Regions from separate parts of the Capsicum annuum genome. Here region 2 is linked to region 1. The links are chromatin contacts, called in public Hi-C maps. All regions are on one chromosome and are shown on one strand. The core of a region is the stretch at or near the end of the contact, and the rest is flanking DNA. Distances in the headings are between cores, read along the strand shown.

The links. Hi-C and Micro-C count contacts between places; a contact is called where the count stands out from the background.
Region 2: a contact with region 1 is called in a Hi-C map of bud, with 4 times the contacts expected there. The contact joins the promoter of LOC107858642 here to the promoter of LOC107858644 in region 1. A contact is called at or near these places in 2 of 5 Hi-C or Micro-C datasets (bud and leaf).

The regions. Positions count from the first base shown.
Region 1 is chr2:79,547,005-79,553,257 of UCD10Xv1.1, forward strand. It overlaps LOC107858644 (ADP-ribosylation factor-like protein 8a), which reads right to left and starts at 4,475. Exons shown (of 6, transcript XM_016703391.2): 1 at 4,060-4,475; 2 at 2,205-2,286; 3 at 2,062-2,094; 4 at 1,833-1,954; 5 at 1,169-1,330; 6 at 700-964. The coding sequence starts at 4,097. The coding sequence ends at 847.
Region 2 is chr2:79,683,369-79,689,074 of UCD10Xv1.1, forward strand. It overlaps LOC107858642 (60S ribosomal protein L26-1), which reads left to right and starts at 2,016. Exons shown (of 1, transcript XM_016703386.2): 1 at 2,016-2,731. The coding sequence starts at 2,107. The coding sequence ends at 2,547.

The sequences.
Region 1 (6,253 bases), core at 3,225-5,724:
ATAATCATCTTTAAGAAGATGATCCAAGACTTTGTTGTTAATTGAAGTATCTTTTGTTCCAGTTTTTACATGAAATAATCCTATGAATATTAGTTCTGCATCTTTTCTATATTTTGTAACAGGTCTCAATCTTATCATCAAACAATTAAAATAACCCAACTACACGACACATCACACTTTTTTATCATATGAAAAAAAACAATCTTATAAAACTTCACTTCTTTGCGAGTACCGTCAAATAGTTATTATTTAAAAAATTATCGTTTTAAATCAATGTACATTTATGTTTGTATCTCGTCAATATCGAATATTGGTGCTAAAAGATGTCTATAGTGTTGAACCCGTGCTGATACGGGCCATGCACCTCTAGTTTTTTTAAATAATTGGGGGTAGACCGGTAGTGGAAGGGGGCATGAGAAAGGAATCATAATGTGGGAAATTAAACCCTCACCAATAATGTGGGAGTTCAGATAGCGAACTAAGTAAGCTACTAAGACTCCCCTTGAAGCACAGAATTAGTATCACAAGTTGCTCTTTTAGCATCTTATATATCATATATGTTCTTCCCTTTTGTTTGTTCGAATATACTAGCAACGCACGGTACGCCGTCTAGGATGTTCAGTGCAAGAAGCACCATGGTATCTATTCTGAATAGTGAAGATCTGGCATGCAAGCTTGATATGAAGAAAGGGACAATCAGAAAAAAATACACATGTGACAGCTCTCTCAATCGGCAAGATAATTTACTTTACATTACAAGACAACTCTGGAGGAATCAACAGAAGGAACCAATAGCCTCAGGATTTTGATACACAAAATCAGTAGCAGTAGAAAGGTTATCATCCTTCAACTCTTTGATTTTGAGTGCTTAACAAGCCAATCAATGACTGAGTCAATATTGGTGGAATTTTTGCATGAGATCATATAGCAGCACACTTCTCTGTCAGTTATAGATTTCAATCCCCTGCACAACAAATCAATTGTTCTTAAAAGAGTCAACATAGATAAAGATATGTTTGCCTTTTGTTTACTTGATTACTTCATTTCCAATTTTACCATATTCTAAGTGGGGAAGATATGGTACTTGAGAAGTGAATTCCTCAAATGTTACTCGAATCAATCAAATGCAAATTAGACAAAGCATACTCATCAAACATTGCCTGCTTACATCTCATCAGTGAAAGCCTGCTTGGACAGAGCTCCAGGCTTGTCAATCTTGTTCCCCAATACCAGCAATGGAATACCACTCAATGACGGCTTGCTGAGCAGGTCATGGAGTTCACTTTTAGAAATGCTAAGATTATCATGATCAGCAGCATCAACAACATAACTGCAGAGAAGGGACACTCAAGCCTACTAGCAAAAAATTATATCTTCAAAAGAGCTTGAAAATTTTGTCAAATCCCTCCTGAAGTTCGTGATTAGCATTGTTCCTTTAGAATTACTTCTATCTCCGTTCCGGTATTGTATTATTATTCTCCCACTATCTTATTCTTCAATTTTATTATTACGCGTTGCTTTCTTGATTAGGTTAACATGTTATCTGTTGTTGTTATTGCTCCTTTCTCTTTTATTTTTAACTTGACTTCTTTATCATTGTATTTTCTTTTTATACTTATTTTTTATAATGTTTTACTTGAGCCAAGAGTTTATTGAAAATAGTCCCTCTATCTTCACAAGGTAGGAGCAAGGTTGCATATACACTACCATATCCAAACCCCACTCATGGATTACACTGGGTATGTTGTTGTTATTTAGTTTTATCAGTAGAAGTTCAGTGAGGTAAGTAAAGCACCTTCAACGTAAGTATAAGGAAGAGAACAGACACATACACTATAACTGAAACTGCGCGACAGTATCTTTCCCACATACTTCGGAATCTTGGCTGACCTCCAAGGTCCCACAATTTTATAGTGACATTACCTTTAGTCACTTTCTTCATGTTAAATCCCACCTGAATATCCAGTAATTCTCATATTGTTATCAAAGAACCTACTAGCATTGAAAGTGGTATCACATGATACAAAAAGATAGAATAGCTTCTTTAAGATGAGAACTTACCGTTGGTATCATATCTTCACTATATCCACCAGTCTAAGAATGACACAAGTGGAGCAAATTTAGTAAGACCATGTCATATGGACATAAAAGGTAACGGTAAATGTAAATGCTGGCACTAGAAAGGATGTTAGTTATCTACTCACGGCAATAACATTTACAAGCGAAGTTTTCCCTGCATTTTGCAGCCCTATCAAAGAAAGCTCCATTTCCTGTTTAAAGAAGAGGCTGCAGAATGAACAAGTTTTGATGAGCTGATATGAGGAATCATACAGGAGCTGTACAAGTGTGAATGCAAATGAAACTCCAACAAGTTTAAAATACTAATCCAGCTCTAATCAAAGACGATACTAAGTTTTTTTAGTCTGTCTCTAAAGTGAACTCAAAATCGAAGTAACAACTACATAAAAAGGTATACAAACACCAACAGCAAGTAAATGATCTGTGCACAGCGCACACTGTATATTACAATGCAACAAGAATGGAGGGTAAACAAAATAAAAGCAATAACTAACCCATTAGTGGGGCTTATTTTCCAACCCAACCCTCTTGCTTCATCAGAACCTTTAGAGTTTCAGGCATAAGATGGAAGCTCAAAAAGAACTCTCAACTACTGATATGTACTAAAGGAATAAAGGGCCACTCACAATTCTCTTGACGAATTGTTACGATCTATCAGTATCTAGACCTTCAATAACCAGAAAAAGTTGTCCAATCAAACTGTCATGTGAAAGACAGTCTTGTACTAAAGAACTACAAATTATGTTTCTAAAGAGTCTTTCTTAAGATCCTTCTATTTCTTCCTTTGAGGGGAAACCAACGCACCTTCTTGTATTACTCAAGGTTTTAAATTATGTAATGTTATACAATTATGTAACTCTTTTAGAGGTGGAAGGCGCCAAGGGAAGACAAGCTCTTTGGTAAGAGTTGAAAAATCCATCCTTCTACACACGGTTCATGTCTTGATCAGAAATCAGATCTCTCTTGTTCATGCACCCCCACTTGAGAAGCAGAAAAATGACCTTTACTTGATCTCCTCCAATTTTTTCTTTTCGACGGGGTAAAGATCACCTCATATTCCAAATTCTTTCCACTATATATAGCTCTTTGTCCATCTTTTCCATGTCAGCAATATCAATGATAGGAAATAGATAATACAACAGACACATCCCAAAATGGTTCATTATTAACAAAATTTCAGAATAAAACTCACATTGAAATCTCATCAAATCAAAGATTCATCGACTTTAATATGATTCAGTAACAATTATAGCTTATAACGGAACAAATAAAAAAGAAACTCATTAACCTAAAGGTCCTAAACATCTCAATCGTGAAACAAAAACGATTACTTATTGCTTATCTGAAACAACCAAAAACAATCAAAATCCAGTAATCCACAGCTCATCTCATTAAAATTCCAAGTATCTCAAACAAAACATATGGAGACATAAGCACTGGCAATCATAATCTGCAAACTTACATGTTGTTACATACCTCCATGAATCTAGGAACTTTTGTTCGTATTGTATTATTTGGTTTATGTACCGGAACTGATACATTCAAGATTATTAAACTGATTAATTATTTATCAAATTATCAGAATACCTAATCATAACAAAACGAAGAAGAAGACAACAAAACCAACTTATTCCAACTTGAATCCAAACAAACACATTGACAACAAAATTCAGCTCCATGAATTTGCTTCAAGAGTCAAAACTCATAGCCTAGTAAGAGCCCGTGGTTCAAAATATTAACAAGTAAACACAGCAAGAAGCCAAAGAAGATTCAACATCTACTATATACACATACAAAACAATCTTAACCATATATAAACAACATAATAGTTTGCCGAGCAGACAAACCCCTTGGCTGCTCTACCGGACTCCGGTAAGAGATCGCAAGATGATCAACTAGAGATACAATCTGAAGCTAGTTAAGATAAACTATATGAAGCTTCAAATATCCAATCCACTTTACATTAAAGTAAAAGATTACCTTCTGAGCCAATTGAGAAAAGCTTCCCAGAGACCCATATACAAGCAAATCTCAGTATACACAACAGATTTTTCTCAGAGCTCTTTCGCTGTGTATTTGTCGAATTGGCTCCTGTTCCTTTGCTTTTTCCTGGCTACTGTTGGAGTTAAATGAACATGCTATTGGCCATGGGAAATGAAATGATTGCCGTAACAACATTACAAAATTTTGAGTGATATTTGTCCCTAGAAAGCTAATGGAATGACGAAATGCCCATTGTAATTGGCAGCTACACCTTTGGTGTATGATGAGTACGTGGACCAATATGATACCATAAAGTTGTTACTATTAAAGAAAAACAATTGGTGTGTGAAGAAGTGTGAGTGATAGACTGGACCAATGAAATTTAAAATTGTTCGGCGGAGGGTGGGATTTTGCGGATGATTGATTTAGTGGGCGGTGCGTAGTGGACAAAAATGTTAATAGTGAAGCCATATGTGTGCTCCTGCTGTCCGATCATCATTGGCTAATACAATACTTAGGGCCCATTTGGTCATCAAATCATGATTTGAGATCATCAAATAAAAGCGGAATAGATGGCTAGGCCCTCAACTTGATACCATTTTTTATATTGATATCTTAAGTGAATGTTATTTATTTTAAGCACCTAAATTATTTATAAATTGTATTGTTTGGGCATCTTTCGCTGACATGGTAAAGTGAGTGTTCTACACTCATGTTTTGGCGCATGATAGCCTTATTTTAGCTTATTTTTTATTTAATTTTATCATCTTCTTCCCTTTTTTTTATCTCATTTTCTTCTACTATTTTTTCAAGTTCAAAACCTTTAAAAAAAAACTAATAAAATTAAGTTCCTAATTCAAAAACAAAGAGTAAAATATTGTATCAATATGATAATTAACTCTTAAAGAATATTATTAAATATAATTTGATCTGCAAAGATTCACTTCCAAGCATCCATCCTGTAAAGTATCTATGTTTTTTTTTCAAGCAACTCCTAATTGAATTTATATTTTCTTCCATTAAAAATAATTTTCTAGCTGAACACAGGCCTTTTCCTTCTCCATGTCTGAAATTCGTAAAGCTTTTAATGCAGATCTATCATCCTTAGAGAATGAGGAGGTATGTTTATCATTCTGGAATTCAATAATGGAGGTTAAGCTCAGAGAAGGTTAGGTGGGGAAGATGTTAGGGGGGTGGGGATTTTTTGTAATTATATGATTAAAAAATATGTGTCATTAATTCATTGGACACTTCGCCATGTGTTTTGGTCCTTTTTGGTTTTAAAAAAAAAGTATGGGTGTATATAATGATGTAGCGATTTAAAATGAGTTGGCATAAATTAATTGGTCATTTAATCCACATTGAAAGCGCATGCAATTCACGCACTAGAGTTGGTGTCGAAAGGTGCCAAAATGACACAGTTTATAGCTGGTTTAGGTGCATAAAATGAACAACGTCCACTTGAGGTGCCAAAGTGAAAGATGGTGTCAAGTTAAGAGGTATGCCGATGTATTCCGCCTCAAATAAAATTAGAAAAATTTACATAAATATACATCTTAAATTATAGTTATTACATAATATCTCATTTAACAAAACTCATTACAAATATTTCATCTTTTATATTTTCTCTCTTTAAAATCCTCATACATATCAAAATATCCTTTTTAGATCGTTTAATGTTCCTTAATATATATCAAAATATCCTTTTTAGATCGTTTAATGTTCCTTAATATATGCCTAAAATCAAGCAGTTTCAAGATTTTAAAATTTAAACATTAACCGATCAAATTGCTCAACTTCATCATCTTCTTCAATTACTTTTGAGGTTTGTTCAATTTCTTAATTTTTTTCAATTTTACCAAATGAAAAAATTTCAATCTTCATTGTTGCATGTGCGTAATTCTCAAAATCTTAGCATTGTAATGACATCTCTGTCTGAGCTTTGTTTATTTTTTTCTTCAATTTATTTTTGAGGTTTTTTTTTTTTTTAACTTTATGGTTTCAACTTTAAGATATCTGGCGGTTTGTTTATTTTTTTTCATCTTCCTCTTAAAAAATGTATGATTTCTTTGTTGCATATGCTTAATTCTCAAAATCAGGACGGCCTCGGCTTTCAAAGGTTTTGTGATTTTCTTTTTAATTTGTATTTTTTTTCGATTTTATGCACTGTTATAAATTGTTATACATAGCT
Region 2 (5,706 bases), core at 766-3,265, 130 kb after region 1:
GCGGGCTTTTAGTTGACATTGTAGGCCTTATTTGTGCATTAATTGTCATTACAATTGTTATGTTGCCTGGGCAGGTACTTAAATAGCTATTATAGGACTTTTTGAATATTATTTACCTTTATTATGATAATAATACCCTAGAAAGGGATTTTTTTAGATGATTTTAAATGATGTCTACGTGGCTATTCACTTCAGTGGTGCCGAGGAGGGCTCACATTATGCCTGTTATCATATTGGGGAGACTTGAGCTCATTTATACCATTATTGAGTTGATTCATTATCACTATATTGACTTGGTTATGATCACGCATCTTCATATTATTCATTCATATTCATGGAAATTGATATCACTGAGAAATGCTTTATAAAATTCTTGATCATGAACATTAGCCGGAGAGGTGAATGAGAGACTTTATAAAATTCGTAATCTATGATCCGTGAACATCAGCCAAATAGATGAATTGAGATATGAGAAACTATGAATTGTGAACCCCGCATGGGTCCTATCTTGAAGTATTGAGGCTCGGAAGGTATATACAAAAAGTCTTGCAATGACTTACATTCATCGTTATCATATTATTATTACATTGCGTTATATTACATCATTGTATTTTTCTTATGTGTTGTTGTGTAGTTAGTTTTCATAGTTTTATTCTGGGTGTAGTTTCTTTATTGTCTTTATATTTTAGAATTGATAGTGGAGATGAGGTGAGCTGCCGTTTGAAAACTTTTCTATTTACGGGTGACGTGCTCATAGTATATTTTACTAGTATTTATTTTCTACTTTGTTCAGTCGGCCTATGATATTTAATTGAGTACAAGTAGACCGTACTCATAATACGACTCGCGGCAGATGAGTTTGTGCTATCTAAGTTGATATTCGAGGTACGTGTGAGCTCTAAATTTTGGGGCGTGCTTTCGTACCTTTTCGTGTTTTATCTTGTCTTTATTTACTTTAGAGACATGCTTATGTGTTTCAAATTTGGTTATGTATTAGACACTCTTTTCACTTATGACACCAACATTTTGGGATATGATTGTATTTCATTCATACTTATATTATGTACTATATCTTGACTTTGTTTTAGAAGTTTTGTATTTACTTATTTATTTTATTTATCATATTTCTTTTCTTGTGAGTTCTTCGGCTCCAGTCGAGGTAGGTGCCTTCATGACCTCCAACTTTAGGATCGTGACATGTAATCACACAAATATATGTCATAACCCTTAAATACACAAGGATACATGCGATGTATCTGAGATTGAACCACAATTCGTATCGACAATGTATCCGTATTTAAAATGTATTCACCTTAATATTTAATAGGATTTATGTAATATTAAAAAATAGTGGAAGAGGGAGTAATTAGCTGATTTATGTTTTCTCTTAAATTTCCTCATAAATTTGCACAATACTAGAGCCCAAAAGTATGCCCCACACATAAATACACTTTTTGAAGACTTTTTTCAGGTATAAAACATGTATCAGAAGACACACAGATACACGATCCCAGTCGATGTACTCTATTTGTTTAAAAATAATTGACCCTTATTGACTCGACACTCCTTTTAAAAAATATTAATTAGGTATTTATTTTATCAAATTAGTCTTATTAATTATGCTTTAAAAGTATAAATGTGAGTATACACTTTATGAAGTCATTTAATAATTGGGGTAATTTTGAAAGAATATAATAAAATTCTCTTGATTTTATAAATGGAATAACTGAATTGAAGTAAATATTTTTAGCATGAGGGGTAACTATTTTAACCAGAGGAAGTATCTGAAATATATGACATATACATTAACTTTTTGAAACCTATGTTGCGCCCCTGTAATTATGCTCCGAAGCTTCTACATTTTTGTGGTTTGCGCAATTTTGCTAAAGTTGCACACAACACGAGAGCCCAAACGTAAAGCCCCACATATCATAGCATAGGCCCAACATATCAACCTCCGAAATCCGAAAAATCCAACTTTAAAACCCTAGCTTCTCAAGCCCACTATCTCCGATTATAAATAACCCAAAACCCTAACAATTATCTTCTTCAGCGCAGCTGCCATTTGCAGAGAAAGCAGAGGAGAGACAAATCAATCAAGCAAAAATGAAGTACAATCCAAGAGTATCCTCCTCCCGCCGTAAGAACAGGAAGGCACATTTTACAGCGCCTTCAAGCGAGCGCCGCATATTGATGAGCGCACCTTTATCCTCTGAGTTACGTACAAAGTACAACGTAAGATCTATGCCGGTAAGGAAAGACGATGAAGTTCAGGTTGTTCGTGGGACCTACAAAGGCCGTGAAGGGAAAGTCGTTCAAGTTTACCGTAAGAAATGGGTGATACACATTGAGCGTATCACTAGAGAGAAGGTGAATGGTTCTACTGTGAATGTAGGTATTCATCCTTCGAAGGTTGTTGTTACGAAGCTGAGGTTGGATAAAGACAGGAAATCGTTGTTGGATCGTAAGGCGAAGGGACGTGCTGCTGCTGATAAGGATAAGGGTACTAAATTTACTGCTGAGGATATCATGCAGACAGTCGATTGATTTTTCCGTCCTTTTGTTTGGTATTTACTATTTAGTCGCGTAATGAGAATTTTCATATCAGTACGTTTTGGTTTAATTAGTATTTTGTGGAGACATTGAATTTTGTTCAAGTTTTTGTTTTTGGGTTAAAGCATTAATGATGATACTTTGGAATGCTAAATTTTGAAGTTAAATTGTTATGTTAGATGCGTTTTTCGACTGATGCTGCTGGTAACTATGGCTTTGCTTGTGTGCTGTACATGATGTTGTTTGGCATTCATGAATGAGGCTGTTAAGCTATATGCTTCACTTTGGTGCTTAGTTATGTGTTTAACTGAAGAAGCCTATGGTTTGTGTTAGATACGTTATTCACACAGTGTATGTATGGGGGATTCCATATCCTTTTGGAGTGGCATTCTGAGTCATTGACCCTATAGGTTATAGTCCATGACTACCCTCGACGTGAGGTTATAGAGAATTCACATAGTTTGAGTATGGAGGATTTGATATCCTTTTTAAGTGGCTTTCTGAATTATTGACCGTATAGGTAATTATATTTACACGACTGCCCTCGACATGAGATTATAGAGGATTCACATATCATAAGTATGGAGGATTTTGTATCCTTTTGAAGTGGCTTTCTGGATCATTGACCCTGTGTTATAATACATGGCTAACCTCGACATGAACTCGTATCATTAATTTTCAGAACCATCTATGGGTCAAGCTTTAGTGAAATTAAGTTGGGAAAATTGGTTGCAAGCATCATCATCTTTATTATACACTTTCCATTGCGTAGAATTTCTGGTTGAAATTACACTGTTTATTTTGGTGAGGCTTCTGATTTTCCTGTTCACTCACCTAGTGTTTATTTTCTCTTGAGCCCTCAACTGTGTTCTGTTTGAATAATAGGCATATTACTGATGAATGGTTGTTGGCAGTGGTAAGAGGGAAGGAGCACAAGAAAGGCGTGTAAATTAGAGGGACTAGTACATCCTGGATTAACAGCAAGAATTTCCCATGTTTTATTTTTCTGATTCTACGAAACATCACCAGTCATCCCTTTTTTTTGGTTCTTTTGTTGTTGAGTAAGCCTTTGTTCTAATCAACGTACGTATCAGAGGAGTGAGAACAGTCTAGGAGTCAAGCTTTAGTGAAATTGTGTTAGGAAAATTGGTTGCAGGCATCGTCGACATTTTTATTTATACACTTTCCATTGCACAGATTTCCTGGTTGAAATTAAGCTGTTTATTTCTATGAGGCTTCTCATTTTCTGTCACTTAACCTAGTGTCTTTTTTTTTTCCTTTTTGAGCCACCGGCCATGTTTTGTTTGAAGAATAGGCATATTGTTGTTGGTGAATGTTTTTTGGGAGTGGTAGGAGGGAAGGAGCACAGGAAAGAAGTGCAAGTTAGAGGGACTAGTATTGTATCCTCTTCCTTCATACTTTACATCACATATCAGCAGGCAGTAGCAACAATTTCTCTTTTTCTCTCCTGTTTGTATGTATCAGTTAGTCGCCCTCTTTTTGTCTTTCTTCAAGTGTTGATTAATCCTTAGTTCTAATGGACCTACATATAGGAGTGAGCGAGCTAGGTTGTCGATGAAGCTACTCTATTTTTTTATTTTTTGGAGATAAGTAGCTTTAATAAGCTACTCTAGTTTTTGGGATCAAGTTAGTTTAGTTTCTCTTGGAAAATTATGATTGAGTTAGTCCTATATAGTTAGCTTGGGTTTACGTTAAGTTAATCATTCCTTAGCTACTTGGAAATAGTTTCTTTGTCAGTATGGCATACTTCTAAAGTTTCCTGTTTATTATCCTGTAGCTGTATTCGTTATCTTAATACTATACAGATTTATGCATTTTGTTGCAGTCTCTTAGCTTAGAGGTAGTGTGTTTACTGCTAATAGATTTTTGCATTAGTTGGACTTGTATGCGTTTTTTGAGAGGCTAACGGTGTTGGCGATGTCGATGTATTATATATTGTTCCTCTGAGAGCAGTGATCAGGTACGTAGATTGGGGAATATAGTGAGATTTGATTCTTTAGATGCTGCTTTTTGAGTGCTATACCACAATGTAATTTTCAATCTTGATCTTTTGTTTGCTTAGTGCTTGTTTAGTCCCCCTGGTTATGAAATGTCTCGGTTACTATGTACCCTCCGTTCCAGAGTAGTCACATTTCACTTTTCGAGAGTTGATTAATTTTCAATGCAAAATTAGATTAGATTGGTTCTATTTTTAAAAAATAAATTTTGGATATTCAAAAATTATGTGTAAGGTATTTGAGCTGTAATTTCTCATATCAGCATGATGAAAAAATACATCTTAAAAATGTTGGTCCAAGTTCATATTGTTGACTTTCAAAAAGGAAATTGTGACATGTAAAAAGGAACGAAGGGAGTAACAAATTGAAAGCTTACAGAACTAATCTTAAAAAGTACAGGATGGACAAGAGCTTGCCATGCCTCTCGTCAGCTATCTGTCGTTGTTCTTTGCCATATATTTGGGGCATATTCTTGTGTCTAAACCGTTGAATGAAATGTTTGTTTTGTTGAAGCGTACATGAAACTGTAAATTGCTCATTTTTTCTTTCCTTTCCGTGTCTTTCCAACAAGATATGGTTGTGCGCCCTTTGCACTTTTATCCTTGTATTAATTTTTCTCAGTAGATGTGATGACCTTCTGAAAGCTCATCTTTCAACCCGTATACTTTTGGGTCTAGTTAATTCAGATTTGTGCCTTGTTGTCTCTCTTTGCTGTAGAGTGGTCTAGATTAATTTGGCTCTGCGCCTTAAAATCTGACTTTTGGTTAAAATGGTCTCATCAAAGGGGATTCCATACTGGGGCTAGAAGGTTAGAACTGTGGATTATCACATGGATTGGGAGAGAACAGCAAGTACAACGTCATACTTTGAACATCCCATTTTATATTATTTATTCGAATGGGTATGGGATTTAAGAAATTAAGAGAACATTTTATTGCATCTTTATAGCTTGAGGGTTATAGCTTATAACAATAATTTGGGATAAGCTGTGAAATTATTATGTGTAAGATTGAATCTTTGATTTTGATGTTGGTAGTTGAATTAGTATCACAGTACAAGTATCGTTATTCTACCGCAATCTTTGATTTTGATGTTGGTAGTTGAATTAGTATCACAGTACAAGTATCGTTATTCT